Linked DNA regions of Mus musculus: region 1 is linked to region 2. Evidence: chromatin contacts called from public Hi-C data. All regions are on one chromosome and are shown on one strand. The core of a region is the stretch at or near the end of the contact, and the rest is flanking DNA. Distances in the headings are between cores, read along the strand shown. Region 1 has its middle 100 kb from the start of Cdh17. Region 2 holds the start of Gm35884 (a long non-coding RNA gene).

Region 1 (7,474 bases), core at 2,187-4,686, 190 kb before region 2:
GCAAGGTCAGAAGCATCAACTCTCACCATATAGTCAGAATCTAACTAGCACACCCCATCATGTTACAGAGCCATGAGCTATTCATATACAATAGAATAGGGCTTCTATACAATAGAGCCCCCAAGGGCACACAAACAAAAACTCAGAGGGCTTATGGGGGGTAGAAAAAGAATGTGGTGTTTTGCCTTCTTAGCACGTGGAGGTTCCTCTATAGAAGCACAAGGTGAATCAAACCAGAGAACTCATGTGGAGCTGGAGAGCCAAGGAAAGAGGTGAGCCACCAACGACACGAGGAAAGATGAAGGAGCTGGCAGGTGCTAAGGCCTCTTGTATCCAAAACCCTTCAATACCACTAGCATCTGAATATGCAGCAATGAGAACCTCGGAGGAGGTTCTGAGCAATGTAAGACTATTTCAGAAATGTAGTCTGAATAGATAAATGTCTTCTTTTTATATAGTACTCATTTTTTGATACTTTATATGGTACTCATTGATTTGGTACCCAGGTCTAATAGTGGGAAAATGTTTCTCCTCCCCCTCCCCCTCCCCGTCCTCCTCCTCCTCCTTGATCTCACACAAACAAACTCTGTGTTTCTCTTTGGGTCGCAGTCTTTGCCAAGATGAACATCACTTTTCAGCCAGGCAGAGCCCTCATTAAAAAAAAAACAAAACAAACAAACAAAACCACTCAGACATTATTTTCAGGTAAGTAACTTTGAGATATGTAAATACAATGTTTCAACAATAAAAGTTTATCTTAAGTCCCAAATATCGATTTGTTTAAGACTTAGTAGAGTTTTAAGAGTTATTTTCTAAATAGTCTTCTGGTACCCACAAAACAGCTCCATTGTAATGCCTTTAAAATGTAAGCCCTAAAAAGCCCATATTCAAGGGTACGCATTAGTACTTTCTCATTGTGAAGAAAAATTCCTAGAAATTGTGTCTAAACTAAATTTGTTGCCTTGAAATATCTAGCTCTAGTCTGACCCTCTAACAGCCCAAACTACAACAACTAAACATCAATTAAATTTCTCAAATTTGGCTGACTCACACACTTTGGCTCATACCCCGCAGCCTTCACATAGAGTGTAACTTACCACACAGACTTTGGGGATAAACGTAGCGCCCACTCAGCCTTGTCCTCACAACAATTCTTTGTGACCCCATTTTCTGAACTTTGCAATGGATGTCTAGCATGCTGGTCCTCATCCTTCCCACTACCCCTTACCCCACCTCCCACCCTAGACGTTTTGCCTTCTCAGCTCCAGCTCCAACAGCATCCCTCCCCCAGTGGTCATACATTTGCAAAATGGCAACAGAGCCAAGATTCTGTAGCCTACCTTGACCTCCCTTCTGTAGTTACCCACAAGTCACTTGCATATTCTGCACAGAAGCCCTGCTGTGGGCCAGGGGTGCCTCTGAGTTATTTTCTCTCTGGGACATTTGCCTCCCAACTCTGGTTTGGGGAGGAAAAAATTCCTTCCTTTTTCCAGGCCCAGTGTAGTGAATGCACAGGTACCCAGGTCTGGTCCCCACTGCCAGGAGCTCTCTGTCCAGAGACCCACCAAAACAGCACCAGGCACCAAATTGCCTTTGAATTTAGAGTTATTCACTGTGGCTTCATCATTTCCTTATTGCTAATTCATAAACCAAGCCTTACATTTCTGGGATGGTGTCATAGTTAGGGTTTTACTGCTATGAACAGACATAATGACCAAAGTAAGTCTTATAAAGGACAACATTTAATTGGGGCTAGCTTACAGGTTCAGAGAGGTTCAGTCCATTGTCAAGGCGGGAACATAGCAGCATCCAGGCAGGCATAGTACAGGAGGAGCTGAGAGTTCTACATCTTCATCTGAAGGCTGCTAGCAGAATACTGCTTCTAGGCAGCTAGTATGTGAGTCTTAAAGCCCACACCCACAGTGACACACATACTCCAACAAGGCCACACTTCCAAATAGTGCCACTCCCTGAGCCAAGCATATACAAACCATCTCAGATGGTTTAATACTTTTATCACTTCTTTAGGATTCAAAGCAATGTGGTAAAGGTATATAGCCAGCTGCCCAGAAATACTCCATCTGTAAAAGAAATCCAAGTATTGCACTACCATGCTCTGGGGCAGGTCTTAACTTTAGGCCATTCTGGCTCCCGACTGTCAGCACCTGTGTAGCTTCGGAAGCGGTTAGCAAATTCTTAGGTCTCACCCTGCCGGTCTAGATAGTTAGACAGCCATGCTGGGTGAGCCTTTCCATGAGTCTAATGATAATTAAACTTAGAGAGATTTTTTTTTTTTTTGAGAAAATGACAGTAAATCAGACTGGAGTAGGTCAGCTGGGATCTGAGGAACCCCTCAGCATCCAGCCACCTCTAAGTCCACCCTCAGGTCTCAGGCTTTACTGCTCACTAGCTGAAAGCGAAAGGCAGAAATGTCCTTCCATGTGTTGGGACTGTCACAGGCCTGTGATCCAAACTGCCTGGAAAGGTAATGTAGAAGGATCAAAGTTCAAGGATAGCCCCAAGTAACTTAGCAGGACTCAGTCTTTAAAAAATTCATAAAAGAATAAGGTATGCATAGCTCAGTGACAGAGTGCTTGCCTCGCATGTGTAAAGCCCTGGGTTCAATCCAGAGTATCGAAAAAAAATTGAAAGAAGACACAAAAGAAAAGGAAAAGAGAGGGAAAAATGGCTCTTCTTGGCTCCTAAGAAGAAAGGGTTCATAGCTTTTCTCCTAACCTTTCGAAGACTTCAGTTCCTCTGCCACTGTGTGAGTCATAGCTAAGTCTATTTTCTATTGCTATAGCTTGATATCACAGAATCAAGAATTCATAAAAATAAAGGTTCATTAGCTTCTGGCTGTAGAAGGTAGGAGGTTCAAGATTAAAGGCTCCATCCTGTGAGAACCTTCCTGCTGGTGGGCATTCTCTGTAGAGTCACAAGCTGACAAGGACATCATAGACACAAAGCCAAACTAAATTGTAAGGCAGACACACTTGTAACCCATGAGGCCATCAATCTCTCTGTGTATGAGTACGTTATCCCATTCACGAGATAAGAGCCATCAGGACCAGTGACCTCCTAAATATCCCACTGCAGACCTGTCTCAAAATACCACACAATTTCAATATGGGTTTTGTTGGGAACATTCAAACCAGAGCAGAGAGTCTTCCATGTCTCAGTTTATTGCTTCAGTAGCATGCAGGAGAGAGAACTACTAGGTCTTAACACCACTGTCTCCCATGAGCATGGCCCAAGCAAGCATCCTAGTATCCTAGTATTTAAAGGAGGCAGTGAAAAGCAAGCTTCCCTTGGAGTACCAGGAAGGAGAAACCTTCCTTTCGCTCTGCCCCAGCTTTTATGGCTTCTCTCCAGTCCACATTACTGTGGGAAGTCAACTTCCTTTGTTGGTTTTAATTAATTGATTTACTTCTGGTGGGATGAACTAAAGTACCCAGATCTTGGAGGTTTTACGGTGTGTGATGGGAGTTAGTTATAAGCAATAGCTGTAAACAGCTCTCCCATATCAAAAGCCTGGGCAAGTTCCCAAGAACAGAACTTTCCACAGCAAAACATCATCTGATTTCAAATTACTCTAGAGGTCAAAGGCAATCAGAGTATGGAAACAGAAGTGCCAATTAGGACTATAGCCTTGTCCGACTGGGCTGGCCACTTCCGGAGCCCACAAACTTTCACCAGACACGAAGGACAGCCTGTGATTATGAGCCGTATGATAAGAATAAGTAGTCAAGCACTATTGATTTTTATTTTTCTGCTTTTCATTAGAGTCTAAAGTAGAAGTTTACTTTGCTTAGCTCTCTGGTCAAACATCAAAAATATTCAGTTTAAAGGCAAGCACGATGTTCACACCTGGTTCACACCCGGTTCACACCTGTTATCCTGAAACCCAGGATGAAGAGACAAGGAGAATTACCAGAAATTCCAGGCAGTCTGGACTACACCATGAGTTCCAGGCCAGCCTGGGCTGCACAATGAGTTCCAGCACAGCCTTGGCTACACCATAGGACAGCCAGGCTATAGAGGAAAGCCTTGTCTCAAAACAAGGCTGACAGACTAACTAACTAACTAACTAACTAACTAACTAACTAACACAAAGTCTGAGATATTTAATTCTGGGCAGTTGGGAGACTAAATCTCTGTCGTGTGGCTTTCAGGAAAAAAAAATCCATTAAGTCCTTGGAGATAAAATTTTAGTGCAAATGTTCACTACTTTTAATTTATTATTGTGCTGTCTCTTATTTCTCATTTGCAAAGCCATGCCTTTCCCATTTAGTTCCTGTTAGTCACAGGCTAGCTAAGGCAGCCCACTTGGTTTCCATAGTACTGTCACCTGGGAAGCTGCAGGGTAATTATTTCTTCCATTTTGTCACAGGAAACACTCACCCCACCCTGACATGCTGTCAGACTGCGCAGCAGCCCTGGTGTTCCAAAATGGGCTAATTATGACTGATCTTCATGTAGGCCTGCTGCCTTCCGAACCACGGCCCACCTTCCTGCCCCACTTACATCTCTTTATCTGTGAAGATACCCTGAAGGCCGCTGACACACAGGATGAGTCTGATGTCCGTTTTCTATTTTTGAAAGAGTCCCCAAACCACTGGACCCTAGACCAGTCTGCCACTCGAGTGAAGCAATCCTGTCATTAGTGAGTGAGTGAGTGGCTTTTCGAGCCAGCAGGCCTCAGAGGAGGACCAGAGAGTAGGGGCTCACCGCTGAGAGGGCACTGGGTCCGTGGGCCTCATTCGTTAAGAGTTTCTATGCAGAATGTTGTGTGTGGGGTGCAGAAAACACTGTGTTGCCCCTGCCATGGGGAGTTTGCACTAGGCCTACAAAACAAAATAAGCTCACAGTCACAAACTCCCAATGTTTCATGACTTTATTTGGGAGCTGTTAGCAAGTTTCTATCGACCTCAGATGGGTACCAATAACAAACCAAAGAAATTACTCCAGCAAGTCTAGACTGGTGAACCACTGTGTTTTAGGGGCGCTATTCACAGGCGCATGAGTGAGGGGTTACCTACAGGAAGGAGTGAGTTGAAGGTAGCTGCTTCACTGAAAAGCCTACTTAATATGGATGAGGATTCAAAAACCGCACCCTGGTCCTCCCTGCACAACATTCAGGCAGCTAGTGCTTCTTACCAGTTAAGATCACCATGAGGTAAAATTCAGGACAATTTCTGAAGCTATTAGAAGTTAGGAGTCAGGAATGCAATCTTGGATTGACCCCGATGGAAGCTTTCTCTTGTTTTCTGGTAAATGGTGCTTACTTCTCTCTATGGCACACAGTCGACAGGAGCTGGAGAAGATGGCTGGGCTCAAGCTTCTGCAGGCTGTTTGATCTCAGGCAGCACATTAGCTGTGGGCATACAGTGCTCAGCCTTCTCTAGGGAAGAGCATGTCTGGTAATATGTGTTGACAAATTACCTCTCTAAATAGCAATATAAGTACAATTTTCATTGAGAAATTTTGTTGAAAATTAAGTATATATAGCATATATGTGTATGATCCAGTAAATTCAGACATCATACACATATGCACTGGGAAAGAGAATTGTCTATGATTCTAATGCCCAGGCAGAACCCTGTTAATTATTGGTCTTCTAAATTGAAGTAATTTGACTTTTGTATTATTTATTTACAAGGTCTATAAGCTTTCTCAAGGTAACTAAAATTCATCACAGACACCATTTTAATGGATGCATAATTATCCCTCGACCTCTATCAAGCCCTTCACTGGCATTTGCAACCTCTGCTTGCACTACTGTGGAAGGTATTCATCGGAGGAAGCATCATGATAACTTATCTCTTCTTTAAACACTTATCAATTGTACAAAAAAGGGGGTTTCACTATGCCATGTCCACAGCCGTATGAAATGTACTTTGATTTTATCCTCTTCCCTCTCTTCTTCCTAGTCCTCTCCTAATTATCCCCTTGCTATTTCCGAAAAGCCCCCTTCCTATTTTCATGTCTTTATAAAACAAAGCTATATTCAAGTAAAAGGCAAAAACTGAAGTGTCTCTTTCCTGGCAGCTCACTTTCAAACAGAGCTAACTTATCAGGTGTTGAATGTTTGGATGGCGGATGGAAATTCATCATATTTTCTTTCAACATGCATTTTTTCCCATGACTAATAACAAAACATTGGGGGATAGCAATGTACCATTTGCACATAATTATAAAGATCTACCATTTTAATATCTGAAATGGAGCCATTAGTGGAAAGACAGGAGTAACCTAGAGGATGCTAACACAAGTTCCCAAGTTATCCTCGAGAGATTTGCAGCCAGGGCAGAGCCTCAGCTGACCACACCATCCCAGATGACGATGGTTTGGGAGGCAGCCTTCTGCTTTTATTAGAAAAAGAGCACCGTACAATTTCTTTGATGAGGAGGAAGTTTGAACACATCAGAGTTTTCCATTAGCTCCTGTACTTCCTTCTTGAACTGTAACTTTGATCCATTTTCCATTGAAACTTTGATGTTTTCTCACGCCCCTGAGTAAATATTAATTTAACAATTTTTGTGGGCGATACATTATATACATCTAAAGGTTTGTGGCATGAAGCAGTCACCCTGGCTTCACATGGACCTTTCTCCAGAGGTGACCTGGGAACAGCTGTTTCTTCTGGCATTTTCTCTAAATGACATCATATTTATTCCTTTTTGTCTTTTGTTTCTGTTGTCAAACTTAACTAACACATGTGATTTATTCACAAGAATCTGTACACATTTTAATGGTGAAGTTTGATTGCTCTCTAACTGTGGTTAAAAACCAACAAAATGCACCCCTTTAACTATCATCCACTTCACAACTTAGAACACTGACTAGATTCATAGTGTTGGGCAAAAGATCTTAAAAAGTTTTCGGAACGCAAAATTAAAACTATATCTATTGAACAATTTTCCATTTCTTCCTCTGTTCTGCTCTTAAAAATGACTATTGTACATCGTGCTTCCTTTAGTTTGGCTATTTTTACAACGCTCAGAAAAGTGGAATTATACAGTATTTGTCTTTTTCTGACCAGTTTATTTCTCTCCACATGGTATCTTAGGTTTCATCTATATTATATAAGACATGATGGGAACTTTCCATTTTCAAGGCTGCATAATATTTCACTGTATGTCTAGACATTGGAGGTTGTTTTCACATAAGATCCTGTGGATAACCCTGAAATGACCATGAGGTCATAGATCATTAAGCTTTTGTATTCAGTTCTTTTGTATAAATACCCGGGAATAGGATTACTGGAGTATATAGTAATCCTGTTTTGAACCCAGGGCCTTGTGAATGCCAGGCAAGGGTCCCACCACTGGGCTACATCTCTAGCTCCTGTTGTCAGTGTATTGGGGAACTTCTACTAAGTAATATGATTTTACACATACTTCCTGAAGTTTTGAATTTTATACTTTGAGAAACAGATTTTTCATACTCTGAAGGACAAGCTTCAGTATAAACC
Region 2 (6,927 bases), core at 2,806-5,305:
TCTATCTGGTCAGCTTGAGGTAGCCACATGCAATGCAGTTCTGCCACCTATGGGGGGCTCAGGAAGTACCTGTGGGTTGACTTAGGCTGGATTACGGCTATCTGCATGTTTGAAAGCATGTCTGGGGTTAACAGGTGGAGACCTCTGCATCAGCTGTCTGAGTCCTGCTTTGCTGCCCTTCCTGCCCATGGCTGCAGGAACAGATGAGAACAAGATTTTCTAGTTTGTGGAATCATCTCTCGGGGGTTTTATGTTTTCATGTTTCCCAACGACCCTGCCAAGTCTATGTTTGTGAGAACAAGTCCAGGCCAGTGCCTGAGTTTCTGCCTACTCTGACTTCCTTCAGGCCCTGGCAGTCCTTCAGAATTCCATGGGCTCCTGACCACTTCATCCCACATGCCTGGCAAGGTCCTTCCTGGAGGCTGCTTTGGTCAGTGTCTCCTCTGGTAGAGTTCCCCTCAAGGCACGGGCCCCCAAACCCTTGCTCCCCTCTGGAGATGTTCCCATGCTTAAGGACCAGGAGACTGTGACTCATGAGCTACAAGAAGTCCTTGGCATGCGCCCTGCTGGCTGGAAGAAGATTAATGGCCCAGTGAATGTGCTTGCTGAAGGAGGACGGCATAGGCAATGGCAGCGAGTTCCTGCTGGGAGAACACTTGCCAGCCCGTGGGGGATACCAGCCTTGGCATGGCAGAACAGTGGGTTTGCTCGGGTATTTGAAGGTGTGTGTCTCAGAGGGAACCCTCAACTCCTTTCCCCTGCAGCTCCTGTTGGAAGCAGGTGCACAAGATGGTGCCTTACCTATTGCCGCTTGAAAGCCTGCTGCAGGCTAGCACTGGAGAAGGCTGCTGGGTGGTTATACCTCGCTTCATGGAGCATCTGAGGACTGTTCTTCAAGATGTGCCAGTCACTCATTTACTCATTCCTTGTCTTCAACCAGTAAACAAAAGTCCTTCAGTAAGTATCCATAAGGATTGGGTTGCAGGGCTCCCAAGGTAGCCAAGGTCACAGATATTCAAGTGCCTTATGGGAAGTGGTGTCACATTGGCATGCTTCCTCCACACTCACTTCAGATACTTCATTCACTTCAGTGAAGGACAAAAGAGATTAAATGAGAGACAAGATATTCTATATTAACAAGAGCTACTCACAAAGAAATTAACATTTTCTACATGTAGACAATGAGGCAGAGTTAGAAGTGGCAAACTTGTGGTCGTTTTAGGACATTAAATACTTTCTCATATAGGTGCCTTTACATGGTTGTTGCTCATCAGGGTAAAAATGAAATCAGTCTTGAAATAGTGGCTGGGTCCCTCTAACAGCAACCTTAGGAGAGCAGAGGCAGCTCCTAAAGATGCCTCGGAACAGGGACTTAAGAAGAACAGGGGAGGCCAGGCGTGGTGGCGCATGCCTTTAATCCCAGCACTTGGGATGCAGAGGCAGGTGGATTTCTGAGTTTGAGGCCAGCCTGGTCTACAGAGTGAGTTCCAGGACAGCCAGAGCTATACAGAGAAACCCTGTCTCGAAAAACCAGAAGAAGAAGAAGGAGGAGGAGAAGGAGAAGGAGAAGGAGAAGGAGAAGGAGAAGGAGAAGGAGAAGGAGAAGGAGAAGGAGAAGGAGAAGGAGAAGGAGAAGGAGAAGGAGAAGGAGGAGAAGGAGAAGGAGGGGGAGGGGGGAGGGGAGGGGGAGGGGGAGGAGGGAGGGGAGGGGGAGGGGCAGGGGCAGGGGCAGGGGGAGGGAGTTTTAGCCAGGAAAAAGTACTGAGCAGTTCTGAAACTTCGAACTGCCGTCAGGTGATATCTCGCTTGGGTGCTTTAAATCATATCTAGGTTATATTTAACTGCGTTGTAAGTACTAGGGACTGTTGTGCTAATGTCCGGTGATGGTAGGACTTTTGGGGAGTGACTCTAAGGCAGACTGTACCTGCTCAGTACAGACAAGTTGCTCTTGTTTTTTTCCAAATGCTTTTTCATTGGAATTTTGTTGAATCAATGGATGTATAGTCGAGAGGGCTGACTGTTTTTCATGAATCTTTTCCATGCTAGATTCTGAGGTACAGTGGCAGGCTGTTCCTTCATGGAGGGGCCAGAAGGGCTGCTTAGAAGGCAGGGCAGTGTGACAGTGAGGGGCAGCTAAGCATAAAGGAGCAGTGTGCCTCCCACATCCAGCAGCCTCACTTAGACACCCGGGGGCACAGTCAGGCTTCAGTTCACATGGGTGGATCCAGGCCAGGCCACGTGCTACCTGCAGAGCCCAGTCCCCCATCCTGAAGTGTAGATCCACCAGAGCCACTTCTGCAGCTGGTTTACATCCTGTCTCTGTTTTCTTCTCCACACAGGGCATCTGTCTCTGTGTTGATGCTAAAAGTCTGTTGGAGTCTGGCTGGCTGCATCTCATGGATTTCTCTAGCAGGCTGATTTGTAACTTTCTTGGATAACAGATTTTTTTTTAAAAGTGACTTTATCCTTTAGCCAAACATTTTGCCTGTAACTTCAGGGATCCTGTCTGTGCTAGGAAACACCTGGTGAATTCTCAGTGCCTTTGACACGAGGTGGAAGGGACATGCAGTGATCTTGACTGTGAGACACTGGCACAAGGGCAAAGGAGCCTCTTGGAAGTCACCTCCTGGGAAATGTTCAACTGAATTCTCCCTACTCATGTTCACACTTGGTGAGCTGTTTGCCTTCCAGAGCTCTTGCTATGCTCCAAGGAATGGAAAGAACGGCTCTGATGCTGCCCTGGGGGGTGGGGGTGGCCACCACATCTGCCTTTGCCATGCACTGGCTTAGTGATCCTGGGCAGGTGTGAAAAAATCGCTCTTCAGTTTTCCTATCTGTGAACCGTTGAGAGTAACAACACTTTAAATGGGTCTGCCTCATGCAGTTGTTAGGGGGAAAAAAGTGAAGAGCCTGGCACATAGTAAGACCTGTGTAAGTGGGCAGGACCATCAGTGATTACAGCAGCCCTTGTGCCCCGCTTTCCTATCTCTCAGGCCCCAGGAAAGACTCCCTAACCTTGATCTTGAGGCTGGTGGAATGGATGCTTGACATTGAGTCTATTACCTGGGAGTCCTGGAAGAGCCAGGCAGATCCACAAATATCTCACAGTGTGAGAGGTCTGGAAGCTGACGTTTCAGAGCCGTGTGGTGGTGTTAGCAATTCCCTGATGTCTTTCATTCTTCTCTCAGGGGTCCAGGGAACTCAAGCTTATTTCTGAGTCTATCTGTCATAGGCTATGAAACGGATCATGCAAAGCAGCAGATGAGAGGAACCCTGCTTCCTTTCCGCAAGTTTCCTGCTGTTTCAGCTGTATATACCTCCTCCCATTCTAGCTGAGTCTTGGGACAGAGGGAAGGGAGGGAGGGTTTCCACTCTGCAGGAAGGCTCCTGTCAATTTGTTTGCTATACCCGTTGCCCCTAGTTTATAGTACTTTGACTTTAAAAGAAAAGTTTTTCAGGCAACAGCTGGGCGAAGAGACTCGCACAGGAGTGGGCACGGAGCCAGCTCTCCTCAGCACTGGCTAAGTGTGAGGCTTGCTTTGCGAAAGAACCAGTCCTGTGACGAAAATCCCAGTTGGGCCGCAGCCTGCATAGGGCTGATGTGAGGCCTGGCCCCACGGGTGAACACAGCCTAGACAGCCTATTTGTTCTTGGCTGACTAGAGATGGCACAGTGCACATCTGGGATGAATCAACTGTTGGCCAGTTACTAAATAATAAAATGCCCAGGCAGAGTGTGAGTCGGTGCCCTGTTTACAGCAGGTTAGAGGCACATGCGCTGTGCTGCCCCAGAGCAAGACATAAAATTACAGGACTGTCGTTTCCTCTCCAGTGGTTCCTGAAATAGGCTTGCTAGGGGTTGCTTTTTTAAAGCAAGTAAGCAAGCATGCAAGCAAGCAAGCAAACCTGCAAACAGACAACCACAAAACAACTTGGAGCCAATGAATTCTTTTCAAACAAGTTTCTTCTGGAAGCCAGGGTTTTGTTTCCTTGCCAAGGGAGCAGGTTCTCTCTAAGTTGCAGAGGGTGCCTCCTGTGAGCTCTGGAGAGACATGAAGGAGGCAGGCTAGCAGCAGCTGGGCTGTGGCAGGCCAGCCAGGCTTCACCCTCCACAGCTCAGTTAGTCCCCCGAATTGCTCTTTTCAAACAGCTGTCTGCCTGCATGCAGGGGCCTCAATTCTCGAGAAGGGTGGTGTCTCTATTGTCCTAGGCTGCATAACCTTTCTGCTAATGTCCTTTGCAGTGTATTAGGTGTAATATCACATGCCGAGAGAGACCCTTCCAGGACAGAACAATCGAGCTGGGGGAGACCGAAGCGTACTTCTATACACAGTGAAATGGCCAGACTTAGGAAAAGAACATCCCCAGATGGAACACACAACACAGTGGATGACCTGCCTCCTCCTGTGCTAGGTGAGAAACAGGAAGGAGACTGAGGAAGGGGTCAGGGCTTCCACAAGAGGTGGCCCACGCTGGGCTTTCAAAACTCTGTGATTAGACAATGAGATCCTGCCCACAGTAGTGACAGTGACTGTGTACAGGGCAATCTGCTAAGCTGTATGCATGTATTAATTCTGTCTACCAGTGATTTCTGGTGGATGCTAGGATATTTTTTAGATGAGAGAAGAGCAGATCAGAGAGGGTAAGAAATACATTCAAAGTCACACAGCTGGTATGAGTAGTAGTCTATCTAAATTTGAACACAAGAGTCCATTTTTAAAGTATCAGATTCTCTCTTCTAGTGGTTGGGGAATGCTGCCTCAGCTGCTCCAGGTTCTGCTTGTCTTATCAGGAGACCCTGACTGCACTTTTCTTGGCACTGTTTTGTTTGTGTGCTTGTTTGTTTTGTGTCTTAGTTTAACATCCAGCCTGTTCTCTAACTCTCTATGTAGCTTGGGTTGGCTTTCAACTTGTGATCAACTTGCCTCAGTCTCTTGAAAGCTAGAGTTAGAGATGAACATCACCATGGGGCCAATTTCTGCTGTTTTTGAGATGTTTCTGTGATGAGTAGTCTTGAAAGTTAGCAGTGATGTTGCTTTCTGGAACAGAGGGCAGGCATGCTCACTGCTCATTGCAGAAGACTCCAGTTCTGTAAACACTGGCTTCCCCTTCTGTCAGACAATTCCTCTGCACGAGCAGGCATCAGCTGCCCCTTCATAGCAGACCCTCCCCAAGAGAGACGGTGCTCACGGGGCTGCCTTCTGTGCTGCAGTAGTGAATGTCTTTGTTTCTGACCCTAGAGTTTCATGCCTCCTGCTCATGCCTCTTTGAACTGTGTTAAGACAAGCCATCTGTCTAAGTCACTTTCCTATTACTGTGATAAAACACCTTGACCAAGGCAACTTATGGGGTGAAGGATTTATTTGGTTTCTGGCTCCAGATGGGTAGAGTCCACGGTGGCAGAGCAAAGGCAGCAGGCATGGTGACAAGAATAGCAAGCCGGGAGCTCACATCTTGATCCTCAATCAGGAAGGAAGGACAGTGTACTGAGGCACGAGTCTTTACATTCTCAAAGTCCACTTTCTGTGACATACCTCCTCCAGTATATTCCTGTGACATACCTCTTCCTTCCTAATCCTACCCAAACAGGGCCACCAAGTATTCAGACATCTGAGCCTATAGGGGGTACACTCATTCAAACCACCACACCAGTACTTTTTAAGTAGAGAAAAATCTTAGTCCTTCATAGATTTTGATAGTTGTGTGTGGCATGTATGTGGTGTGTGGTGTATATGTGTGTGTGTGGTGTGTGGTGTGGTGTCTGTGAGTGTGGTGTGTGTGTGTGTATGTATGATATGTGTGTATAGTGTGTAGGTTGTATATGTGGTATATAATGTGTATGTCGTGTGGGTGTGTGTGGTGTGTGTATATTTATGGTACGTGTATAGTTTGTGTGTATGTGTGTGTGGTGTGGCATGTGTATGGTATGTGTGTGTGGTGTGGTATGTGTAGTGTGTGTGGCATGTATGTGTATTCTGTATGTGTGTATATATGGTATATGCACAGTGTGTAGTGTGTCTGTGTATGTGAGGTGTGGTATATATGTGTGTATGTGTGTGTGTGTGTGTGTGTGTGTGTGTGTGTGTGTGTAGTGTGTGCAATATGTATGGTGTGTGTGTGGTGTGGTATGTATATGTAGTGTGTGTGTGTGGCATGTATGTGTGTGGTGTGTGTAGTATGAGTGAGTGTGTGTGTGTGTTTGTATTCTGTACACACATACTTGCACGTGGGGATTAGGCGATATAGAAGTTAGGAAGACTGGGGAAGAGGTGGGGTCTGTAGATGGAGAAGGGAGGTAGGAAGGCGAAGCCTTTGGTGGGGATGAGCATACACAGAGTTACAGCATGGAGAGCTGGGATGGAAGTGGGGATGATTTACAGGCAGCGCATCAAGGCTGGGTGGATTGGAAGCAGAGAATCCTGAGGAAGTAACTGCCAGAGATGAGGTTAGAACCCAGGAGGACCTGGAGTAGCACACAAGAGTGAATCTTAAGGAGTGCATCAGATTAAACAGTGTTCTGTCACAACACTGAATGTGCATTGTTGATTGGCAAGTCTTATCAGTGAAGCAGGTCAGCAGGCTATAGGTCTAGATAGGGCTGGTGCTATACTTGAGGCCTTCAGAGCAGTGGTCCTCAGCCTTGTTGATGCTGCGACCCTTTAATACAGTTCCTCCTGTTGTGGGGACCCCAGCTATGGAATTATTTCGTTGTTTCTTCCTAACTTTAGTATTCCTACTGTCATGAATATATATATCTGATGTGCAGCCCCAAAGAGTCCAAGACCAGAGGTTGAGAGCCACTGCCTCAGACAATAGAGCTGATGTAGTAGGTTTGGTCCAGAGACAGGATGATGGACAATCCTCTTTTTCTTGGAGGATGGCTGATCTTTTTGTCTTACTCAGGACTGCATATGACTGGAGGAGGCCC

Evidence for each region. Hi-C and Micro-C count contacts between places; a contact is called where the count stands out from the background.
Region 1: a contact with region 2 is called in a Hi-C map of uterus, with 1.5 times the contacts expected there. The contact joins two enhancer-like sites. A contact is called at or near these places in 1 of 15 datasets of contacts at CTCF or cohesin (the NIH/3T3 cell line), 1 of 484 Hi-C or Micro-C datasets (uterus) and 1 of 115 datasets of contacts at active chromatin or transcription factors (large pre-B cells).

What each region holds. Positions count from the first base shown.
Region 1 is chr4:11,857,568-11,865,041 of GRCm38.p6, reverse strand. No RefSeq gene overlaps it. Among named protein-coding and RNA genes, the nearest start is that of Cdh17, 100 kb to the right of the region's middle. Within about 2 kb of position 3,436, at least 11 of the 459 cell types and tissues checked have an H3K27ac peak or open chromatin away from gene starts, as enhancers often do. A contact at or near this core is called in uterus, where this site is marked.
Region 2 is chr4:11,669,594-11,676,520 of GRCm38.p6, reverse strand. Gm35884 (a long non-coding RNA gene) reads left to right here and starts at 343. Exons shown (of 4, transcript XR_881129.1): 1 at 343-957; 2 at 4,243-4,412; 3 at 6,903-6,927. Within about 2 kb of position 4,055, at least 104 of the 459 cell types and tissues checked have an H3K27ac peak or open chromatin away from gene starts, as enhancers often do. A contact at or near this core is called in uterus, where this site is marked.